Linked DNA regions of Mus musculus: all the other regions are linked to region 3. Evidence: chromatin contacts called from public HiChIP or PLAC-seq and promoter capture Hi-C data. All regions are on one chromosome and are shown on one strand. The core of a region is the stretch at or near the end of the contact, and the rest is flanking DNA. Distances in the headings are between cores, read along the strand shown.

What was found. Promoter capture Hi-C pulls out the DNA fragments that hold promoters and counts their contacts. HiChIP or PLAC-seq counts read pairs in DNA pulled down with a chosen protein or histone mark.
Region 1: a contact with region 3 is called in a promoter capture Hi-C map of embryonic stem cells, with 2.2 times the contacts expected there. The contact joins the enhancer-like site here to the promoter of Fbxo25 in region 3. A contact is called at or near these places in 7 of 39 promoter capture datasets (the 3T3-L1 cell line, the C10 cell line, the HPC-7 cell line and 3 more), 9 of 484 Hi-C or Micro-C datasets (the Ba/F3 cell line, the C10 cell line, CD8 T cells and 4 more) and 2 of 115 datasets of contacts at active chromatin or transcription factors (both in embryonic stem cells).
Region 2: a contact with region 3 is called in an H3K4me3 HiChIP or PLAC-seq map of forebrain, with 3 times the contacts expected there. The contact joins the enhancer-like site here to the promoter of Fbxo25 in region 3. A contact is called at or near these places in 2 of 39 promoter capture datasets (the C10 cell line and the HPC-7 cell line) and 1 of 115 datasets of contacts at active chromatin or transcription factors (forebrain).

What each region holds. Positions count from the first base shown.
Region 1 is chr8:13,547,402-13,550,822 of GRCm38.p6, reverse strand. 1700029H14Rik (RIKEN cDNA 1700029H14 gene) reads left to right here. Exons shown (of 9, transcript NM_025601.3): 9 at 1-101. Among named protein-coding and RNA genes, the nearest start is that of 1700029H14Rik, 13 kb to the left of the region's middle. Within about 2 kb of position 1,807, at least 105 of the 459 cell types and tissues checked have an H3K27ac peak or open chromatin away from gene starts, as enhancers often do. A contact at or near this core is called in the Ba/F3 cell line, CD8 T cells, brown adipocytes and 3 more, where this site is marked.
Region 2 is chr8:13,528,082-13,531,505 of GRCm38.p6, reverse strand. No RefSeq gene overlaps it. Among named protein-coding and RNA genes, the nearest start is that of 1700029H14Rik, 33 kb to the left of the region's middle. Within about 2 kb of position 1,410, at least 173 of the 459 cell types and tissues checked have an H3K27ac peak or open chromatin away from gene starts, as enhancers often do. A contact at or near this core is called in forebrain, where this site is marked.
Region 3 is chr8:13,906,396-13,909,977 of GRCm38.p6, reverse strand. Fbxo25 (F-box protein 25) reads right to left here and starts at 2,239. Exons shown (of 10, transcript NM_025785.3): 1 at 2,115-2,239.

The DNA.
Region 1 (3,421 bases), core at 558-3,057, 360 kb after region 3:
CCCAGTCACCTTCCCATGTGACCCCTCAATCACCTTTCCATGTGACCCCACATAACACCAATCAAAGCAAAACAATTCCTCAAACATCTGAGGCCTAAGTACCTGGACTCATCAAGGACATGGTAGCCATAGTGAGTCCACTGAATGGAGGGTGGGGTGGCTGAAGCTTGACCTTCATGGGCTTCTGGGGTTGCCATGGTCACAAGAAGGCTTAGGATGGGGTGAGAGGGTCTGCTGCCTCCCCCACCCAGAGCAACGTCCTATTGGGTTCATAACTGACGGGAGTTCAGGATATGTGCCTGCAGAGAACCCAAGCTGGGTCCAGGTTCCAGGATGGTCCTGATGGAATTCAGGCTCACGTTTGAAAGGCTGAGAAAGTCCTAGGGCCACTGGGCAGCTCGTCCTTTGTGGCAGGAAGTTGCTTAGAAGAGTTAACTGGTGCATCTACAGACATAGTATCATGGGTGGCTGCTTTGATAGACAGATGGGCTCTAATAAGCACTCTAGCCCATGAGGCGGAGTCTGGGCGGTCCCCTCTTACAGGTGTAGAGGAATGGGAAGTTCCCAGGCAGTCAGACTGTGTTACTCCCTACTGTGAGGCTGAAGTGGCGAGGAGTCTTGCATAGCCGGAAAGAGCATGCAACTTTAGGGACATGAAAAGGTGTAGCCTAGTATGGTCCATTTGATGTCCTGGAGTCTGGCAACCTGTAAGCTTCATGGGAAATAAGAATGGCACCCATCATTCTCCTGGGTAGGGACACCTGGGGAGTTTGCTAGGGAGTTAGGGGTGCACTGAGGCTCCAGTAGGTGGGTCTTATCTGAATTCCAACAACTTTCTCAGCATCTTCCCTGTGTGAGCTTAGCTTTGGGGGACATTTTCAGAGCTCAGCACCCTGTGACCGCAGCTGACAAAAGTGACCTGTGGCATCAGGAGCCTCCCCAGGGGCGAGCAAATGTTCTATAAGGTTAAGACAAGCTGTCTCAGTGAAGGAGCCCCCAGTTTCAGCCATCTTGTTTGGGTCTAACAAAGCTTAAGGCATCTTCAAGGGTGACCCCTGCTTTACAGATGGAGAAACTGAGGCACAGGGAGAGGACAGGAAGCTGAGGCAGAGCCCAGAGATTGAGCAGCACTGGGGTGGAGATACATCCTCACGGGGTACCGACAGGCTCTCCCCACCCCTTCTCCTGAGTTGATGATCTTTCAAGACAACTTGGGCCCCTCTCATAACCCATCCAGTCCTGGGGAAAGATCTAGCTCTTCTCTCAGCGCCCATGATGGGGAAGACTTCCTTCTCCAAGGGCCTCCATCCCACATTCAAGAACCCTTGCTTCCAAAGAAACCTCGCCCATGAAACTAGTGCCCCTCCCAACCCAACGCATCTGTTCCCAGGGAGTCCCTGTCTACTCTACCAGCTCATTTTCTAGGGCTAACAGTGCCATCCTTCGGGTTCCTATCTGTGGCCTCAACTAGCCTGAGGCTAAAGAGTTCAGCCTCGGCATAGCCCCAGGCTGTCTGAGGGTGGATGAGAGGGCATAAGTCCCTGGGGAAACACCAAGCTCTCAAGGTTGAGCCACTTCACAACACAGTTCCATATCTGGTCAGTCTGACTGTGAGCTCAGTCTTCCACCTTCGTCTCCTACCCCACCCCCGGCATCCAGGCAACTTGGCAACAAAGTTCCCCAAGTCCCGTGTCTGTCTGTCCCTGGGAAAGAGGGGAGCCTCCGGATTGAGAGCCGCCTCAGGGAAAGTCCCCAGTCAGCGGCTCTGCAGAACCAGGTTGTGGGGCAGGCCCAGGCATGCTGAGACATGCCTGCATGCAGCTCTCCCAGAGCTGCTCTCTCCACAAGCCTGCCTGCCTCGCCTCCCACTCGGGTCCTCTGAGGACTGGCTGGCTGATCCTCCCGAGTTTGCTGCCAAGTTTCCTGCCTGAGGTGGGAACAGTCACAGATTCCAGGAACAAAAAGGGGACCTGAAATGCTAGTTAGACCTAGAATGGACAGGAGTTAGAGGAAGCCCGAGCCGCAGAACTCACCACCCTGCAGGGTACCCGCCAGGGCTTGAGGGTCACGACTCTGCAGGTCCTTACGTTAGCCTGGCTCAGCATCTGCTTAGTATGGCTTGTAGTTTCCCAAGTAACCAGGAGAAGGTAATTTTTCTTTCCAGATATGGAGGGATGTGTCTCACAGCTGGCTTTGTGAAATGCTGTTCCGTCTCCCCCACCCCCCCCCCCCACCCCAGTCTGCAGCTCAGACACTCTGACTGGGAAACACCTTGAATGTCTGCAGCCAAGAACATGATTAGTGTTTTAGGCCAAACATCCACTGACAGGATGGCCACAGTGAGCAGGGTGAACCGACAAGGACGTCACTCCATGCATGCATGGGGGTCAAGGGATACTAGGTCCTTCCTTGGTCCCACAACCTCCGGCTGGCAGATGGAGAGCAGGGAGCCCAGCAGCTATAGACTCTAGGTGGCACTGTCCTCCAGGAAGGGGGTCCCCTGAACTCTCTGTTTGCCATGAGTGTGCTACCCCAGGAACACAGTGAAAGATCTCAGTTTTGAGATTGGGACACCCTGACATGGAATGTTCTTTTGGGCAAGAAGTTTATTAAAATTAACATCATGGATATAGGACAGGGGATCTAAAGAAAGCCACTGACATGGGTGTTGGCGACAGAACTCAACTCCTCTGCAAGGATCCTCTCTATGCGTTTCTAATGGCTGAGCCATCTTTCCAGACCTTATTCCAATCTTACTTACAAATACCTTCAAATTACACATTACATATCACTCACTGAACATATCGCTATCATGTAGAAGTGTAGGTCACAGGCTACCAAGTGTTAAGAGCTCAAGCAGCTAAAAGAATCCTCACTGAGAGGTCTCAAATTTCCTAACGCTGTGACCCTTTAATACAGTTCCACATGTTGTGGTGACTCTTAACCATAAGCTTATTTTCGTTGCTACTAAATAACTATAATTTTGCTACTGTTATGCATCGTAAATATTTCTGAAGATAGAGATTTGTTGAACCGGCGGGTGAGGAGGTTTGTCTTAGGCAGCTGCAGAGTCTCTGCAGGATTAGATTGTGACACACCGGGTGGAGGTCTGTTGAGGGCACTGGGGTTGAAGCAAACTTCTGGAGCAGAGTTTAGCTGCCTGACCAGGTGTGGAACCGGAAGCCATGGATACAAAGTATAGAACTGGCTCCAGACAATGAGGAAACAAGGTGAGTTGAGTATTCCATACCAGCTGTGGTGAGCAGGCAGAGATGAATTCAGCTCCTGAGACTGTTAGGCACTCAAGTCCTCTCAGTTCTTTTACAGAATGCGCAGGTGACAAGCAGGTGACCCTCCCACTGATGCGTTGCTGACTTAAGGTGTCTACTACGGGCCCATTGAGTTGGTATGATTTTAATAC
Region 2 (3,424 bases), core at 161-2,660, 380 kb after region 3:
TCTACTTTGAGAATAAATAGCATCCTGAACCCCAGCACCACTGAATCCAAGAGGAATGCAAGCTTTAGGAACATCCAGAGACACTGAGCCCTCAGACATGGGCATCTTTAGATAGAGGCCAGGACATTTCAGGTCTGCTTGGACAATATGTTAGGAATTCCAAGGAAAGGACTTAGAAACAGTGCCTCTTGCTCATCTGTCTGGCCTAAGGGGCGAGCCTTTCATGTTTTATGTAACATTACAGAGGTCTGGCAGCCAGCCGACTCATGGCCAGTGACACATTTAAGAATGGGCCATGGAGCGGAAGCAGAAGCCCAGGACCTCTGCTCCTGAGCCTGGGCTGCACGCCAGATTCCCCAGGAGGTTTCCTTCCTCTACCCTATGATTTATCAGGCCAGGAGGCTGTGTCACATGGCAGCTTTAGTGACTGAAGCCCAGCCTGGGTGGCAGATAAACGGATATGGCATAAAGCCAGAACACTGCCTCCTGAGCCTGGGACTCCACTGTAGCCCAACACTCTACTTGTACATCCAGCATGGCCACAGGAGCTCATGCAGGGGACATCTAGGATGGCCCCAGGGCTATCTCAGAACCAGTCATGATTTTCTGTTAGCCAGCAACCCAGGGATAAGGAGGGAAGGCTCTGCATGGAACTCAGCTTCCCAGAGAGAAAGTCAGGATGCTAAGGGCTCTGGTGACATGAGAAGAAGATGCCTTGGCTGAGCCCCCCAGGGGCTTGGTTAGGGACCATTGGGATGCAGCTACCACTTAGAGCAGAGTCGTCGTAAATGGCAGTGCATATGTGCCATACTATTACACACTAGCTCTCAATAACCTGCAATGCAGAGGGCTGCTTCAGCCCCCACATGTCCACTCTCTGCCAATAGGCTGAGGAACAAAGACAGGATTCAAGCAGGCCAGAGCACTCCTGCAAGCAAGGCCTTGTGGCAATCTCACCATGCCTTTCCTATCCCCTGGCTCAGGAAGCCATGAGCTTGTGGAGGAATCTCTAAGACTCAGCATCCTGGGATAGTGGGGGTTGAGTAGTTGACCATGATGGTTCCCCAGTCATCTGTGGGAGTGGGGCATCCCTGGGGCTCGGTGTACAGGTGGGAATAGCATTCTCCCCAAGCCTCTTACCACCAATCAGACACCCAGGACCTTAAGGTCCTCACTTCTCATTACCCTCAGCATCTGAGGCGATAGAGGACAGGACAGAGGGTGGCTTCAGGGGCTCCATGTGTGGGACAGGAGCTTCTCCTCAAGTCTGTGGCAGATATAACCCCTCTCTTGGCTGGGTGCCTGGTAGTTGGATCCTGTGGATTCTGGCGAGGATATTCAGGGCTTGGCTCCCTCCAGCCTTGGCTTAAATCCCAGCCTCCGAAGCCTTAGCTCTGAGTCTCTGCCTAACCAAGAGCACAGTAGGCCCCACGCTGGGCCAGGCAGAGGGACACAGTGACCAGAACAGAGCACTTGATGTCAACACAACCAGTGTCAACAAGATTGGAGACAGGCCCTCGTGGGCACTGAGAGTGTGAAACCCTTGGAAAGGGACAAAGCCGCCTGCAAGAAACAGAACAAAGAGAACGGTTCCCCCATGCCAGGAACACAAAAGTGTTTGCACATGACCTGAGAGCACTTTTCATGTCCATGGATAGGGAGACTTCTAGCCTATAGGTGCCTGCCGTGGGCTCACTTCTCCCAGCCTTGGTGAAGCCACCCAGGTGTGTGGAGAACTGGCTCTGTAGATGCTGGGCCAGCTGCTGTCCAAGGAGTGCTGAGGCCTCGCCTCCTCTCAGGCTCAGGTTACGTCTCCCTGACGCCCGAGCTCCACTTCCCTCTGTCCATCCACGAGCTGGCTCACATTCAGGGTCCAGGAAGGCTCCAGCTAGGCTATGAGTGGATGAGACCACGGGTGAAGCTTCTCCCCTGTGCGGGGCTGAGGTCCCAGTGTGAGCGGGTCCAGCCCACTCCTCTGGCAGACCAGGCTGTACCCACAAGAACATTCTTCCTGGCCACAGGGCCTCCACAGAGCCCATTAAAACAGCCCTCTTGACAGCCCCACATCTCAGGAATGCAGTTGTCTTCCCAGACAACAGAATCTCAGACTTGGAGGCAGTCAGACCAGAACCCCGTGCCTCACGTGTTCTGGAATTGACAAGATAAATAACCGTCACTTCCAAGGAAAAACAAAAATTCCACTTTCCTTTTAAACACCCTGGCTACACATGTCTCTAAATCTGGAGGAACACAGAGTTTCTCTTCCAGGAATCTCCCTGGGCTTTGTGGGCCACCGCTGAGTCTGTGGCACATTCCTTCACCAGCAGAAATGGGCCCAAGTTTGTATCACTCACGTGGACAGACGGCCCTTGTTAGGGATAGGAGCATGTGTGCTCAACTGGAAGGGGTCCTGGGGTCTCAAAAAGCTGGAGGTCTACAGTGGGAAAGTACAGAGGGGACCTAGTGAGTCTGCACTGTGAGGTAGACTGCCCCCAAGCCGCTAGTGAGGTGATCTGCACCTGGCCGAGGAGCTGCGAACTCTGTCAGATTTAGATACAACAATCCCTGAGTCATGATTATGAACTATGCAGCTCAACTATCCTGAAGCAGGGGGCATGTGGATGGCTCAGGCCATCCACCCAGTGATAGGGAAACACTGGGCAGACTGGGGATAGGAGGTCTCTGCAGTGAAGCAGCAACCATGAAGTGAGGGATAGATCTCTGAGGAAGACCCACAGGCCTTGACAGGGCAGGAGGAGGGGCCGAGTGAGTGAGGTACTTGTAATGTCAGTGTTGTGGGACAGCCACACAGTGTGCCCAAAGCGAGATGTCCAGCCGTTGTCCCACTGAGGGCTCAGTGACAAAAAGATTGCACTATTCCAGCCTCAGTGCAGAAACCAAGGGTCCCTTCCAAGAATTGATGTTTTCTTGCAGTGTAAGGCCCACCAGGGTGGTACTCTCCTCTGCCAGCAAGTGGAGCTATGGATTTTTTTCTCCCCGCAAGCATCATTTTGCAGTAGAGGCAAACAGGAAGGCTGAAGGCTCTGAGACGTGGGCTCCTTGCAGAGTGTCTGGGATGAATGGGAAGGGTGAGCTGCTACACTTCTCTGGCAGTCATAAGATCCCCTCCATAGAAAAGAACAAGAGCACACACATCGGGGGCTGGAGAGCCACTGGCTGTCTCGGTGACTTTTATCTGCAGTAGTCACTCATTAAACACCCTGATTTCCCAGTACTTACTAGTACTGAGGTGACAGTCGTGTTGCCTAGCATCCTTCTACAAGGGCACCTCGAAGCACCACCACATCCTTCCTAGAGTTTCAAAACATTTTCATCACTCCAGAAAGGCGCCACATGTCTCACAAGTATGCAGCCTCCGTTCACTTCCCTGGCAATTATTACCCTTCTTCTATGTCTATGGACC
Region 3 (3,582 bases), core at 990-3,489:
GTCCTTTTAAAATATATACATATTTATTTTATGTGTATGAGTGCTTTGCTTGTATGCGTGAGTGTAGTACCACATCCATGGGTGCCCAGTAGATCGGACAAAGGCATCCTATCCTCCTGGAACTGCAGTTCTATCCCGTGGGAAGCCACCATGTGGGTGCTGGGAACTTAAGCTAGTCCTCTGCAAGAGCAGCAGGCTTCTTAACCACTGAGTCATCTCTCCTGCCCGTATACACACTAAAACTTAAGCACAAGAATGTCAAGCTAATGCCAAAAGTCACTTGGGGCCGAAGATCTTTAGGTCTTTTCTGAGTTTCTATTTCCCATGGTGGGACATGAATGTGGGGCACTTCAGATGAGCAGGATGATTTCTTCAAATCCATGTCCTAGGAGAAACGAACACTAAAGATCTTGAACTAAGCAAAATATACTTTCTTCTTCTTCTTCTTCTTCTTCTTCTTCTTCTCCTTCTCCTTCTTCAACAACAACAACAACAACAAACACACGTTCTCCTAATGAAAACAGTTACAGCAAACACTAGAACTCAGAATGGGCCAGGCATTAACGCTGAATAATTCACTGAATTGCACTGAGTTTAGTCCTCACACTAACCTGTAAAGTAGAAAACTGCCACACTTTGCAAATATAATTCTCTATTTGAAGGCTCAGCTCGAGCTTAGCATATTCAAGGGGCTATGTTTGTTCAACCACCAGCATCATAACAAAACACTCTATTTATCCATGACAGTACAGAGGCAAAGAATCCCATAGGACGGGATTCAAAATTACGGACTCTCACTCCACAAGCCATGCTCTTAAGGCACTATATTTATAGTAATCATAACAGCCTATTAAAACAGGTTCCAGGAAATTACAGGTTTCAGTGGTTTGCGTTTTTGTTCTTTGTCTTCTATTTTTTGGCTTTATATGTGTGTTGCTCTATTTGTAAATTACATAAAAAAATAATCGGATTGTACATCAATGGCCTTCATCTTCAAAACAAACGCTTTGAGCGTATAGCAGGGGCATTATAATAAAACAGTTTATAACAAAAATAGCAAGGCAGGTTCACTTTTGGAGAAAAAAAGCTTCACTCTTATTTTTTCATTTAAAATTTCGAGAACGATAATCTCCATTGTTCTAGAGTAAGAAAGAATGTATGGCCTGGGCTGGAGAGATGGGTCAGCGGGTTAAGAGCTCACTCACTGTAACTGCTCTTGCAGAAGACCCCGCCCTTGGTTCCCAGCAGCCAAGTCAGGCAGCTGACACCATAACTCCAGCCCATCAGGATGGAAGCCTCTGGTCTCCCCAGGCACTCGTGCATGTGCCCACACACAGGCTCACTCATAATTAACAGTAACAAATCCCTTTTTAAAATGAAGCCCATCTTCAACCTAGTAAGCATTTGATTTTTCCGCTGCTCTAGCTTTCTTACAAGATTTTCAAGTAAATTAAATTCCAACAACTTGGATCAAACGTGAAGAGTTTGTATAGGTGGGTAAATTTGATTGTGAAAGATCATATAAAAAAACAAACAACAACAAACAAACAAAACCACTGTATATTTAGGCTGAATGTCAGAAATGGGGTTTACTCCAAGGAATCTAGAGAGATCATCACAGATGCTTCGTAGTAGGACAACATGCCCAGGAACGAAGGAAAACGGAATGTGAAGGAAATGGGGGATCTTTTCTGATAATGGTGGGAAATCAAGCCTTGGCGCTGCAGGTAAAAGGGTGGGGGGTGGGGGGCCTTCACAGGGACAGTTCTCCAGACGTCTGAGTTCTGGGGAGTTTGAATAGGCCCAGGGATGGAGATGGAACTGCCCTGGAACAGAGGCAGAAAGGAGCTGTGAGGACAAAGATGCAAATTTCGCGTGCCTCGCGGCGAGCGCACACGCCGGCCTGAAGGATGGTGCACACACAGGTGTGCACGGGAGGCCGCACGGACCCGCAGGGGACAGGCCGGCGGCGGTGGGGGGCGGACGCCTGCATCTACCGAGGTTGGACGAGCCCACAGCCCGCTCGGGGCCCCCGGAGCAGCACGGCGGACATCGGAGGGCGAGCCAGGGACGCCCTGCCCGACTGCCCCTCCCCGTCCTGAGGCCCTTCTCACCTGCGGGTCCCTTCCAGACGAGACAGCCACCAACCACACCGAGCCGCAGCGTCCAATTATTGCCGGAAGCCGTCCGCCTCCCGCCGAGGGCCACCGCTGGACGCCCCGCCTTGGCGTCCCGCTGATTGGCCGGAGAGGAGCCACGTGATTCGTGTTGCTACCCGAACTCGGAGGCCTCGGGGCGCGCGTGCTCAGTGAGCACAAGCCCCACCCACCCATCCTAGGCGCCCCAGGGTCGGTTCTGGTGGTTTTTTTTTTTGACCCGCCTTGTTGGCATTGCCCAAGTTGTCTGGCGGAACCCGTGTGGTTAGCCTCAGTTTCCAGACGTCCTCTCCGGACCTACAGACCTCCCTTGCGCCGGGCTGGGGCTAGCAAGGACACCGCTGGTCTACACTCGGGTCCCTCACCTCACTGTCCCATTTACCTGCCTGCCTAGCTAGGCATCTGTGAATGCAAGGGTCTGTTCGGACTGCCCCAATCTCCTACACGCCAGAGTCTTCTTGCTCGTAGCCCTGGGGCTCAAAGACAGTCTTGCTGACCTGCAGCCTAGAATGGCTTTCAGTTCCTAGAAAGCTGGGAAAGCAGTGTCAACAGGTGGAATGTTTTCCAAATAGGTAGTATAGGGTCTGTAGAAAGGAGAGGGAAACTGGACCACTGCAGGTTGTGGAGCTCTTCTGCCTTGATAACAAAACGGAACTAGGAATGGTTCTTACCCGAGTAAACAAAAATATTTTAAAGTGCCTAGTGTGTAATGAGCAAAAACATATATATTCAGGTTAGTCTTTTACATTTTTAAATAGCAGGTATTCATATTTGAAATGTATTATGTAAATAATTTCTGACGTGCTTTTAGTCTAATAGTGTTTTGCGCTATACACTTTAAAAATACTAGACCAATTATGGGTGGAAGTCAGCATTATTCCGTCCACACACCTAATCTAGGCGTGTGGCTCTCGATTCTAAACCATGCCCAGTGGCTCTGTGCTTTTGTTTATTGAACTTGTAGAGGTGTGTTTGCAAGCAAAGGCTAACCTTAATTCAGACTGTTTGAAGTTTTTGTCGCTGTTACCAAGCCAAGATAATAAGTGAACAGAGACAATAAGATAGAGCTGTCCAGCTTCCAGTGGGGTTTGTCCTGATAAACCCATGCAAGGTGAAAACACTAAGTCCAAAGTGCACCTAATACACGCAGCATAGGTTATACCCAGCCTGCCACAAACCCTCAGAACATAGAAAACCTATGATCAGGTGAAAGTATTTAACAAGGTCTACTTAAAACCGAGTTTAGAGCCAGTGAGATGTCTCAGCTGGTGACAGTGCTCCTGTGGAATCCTGGAAACATGAGTTTAACCCTGGGATCCCATTTGGTGGAAGGAAAGCACTGACTCCCGTAATTGTCCTTTATGCACCTTGCCTGATCAAAAGGAAATTTAAAAGCTATTTTAAAGTATGTTAAATATGTTGTGTG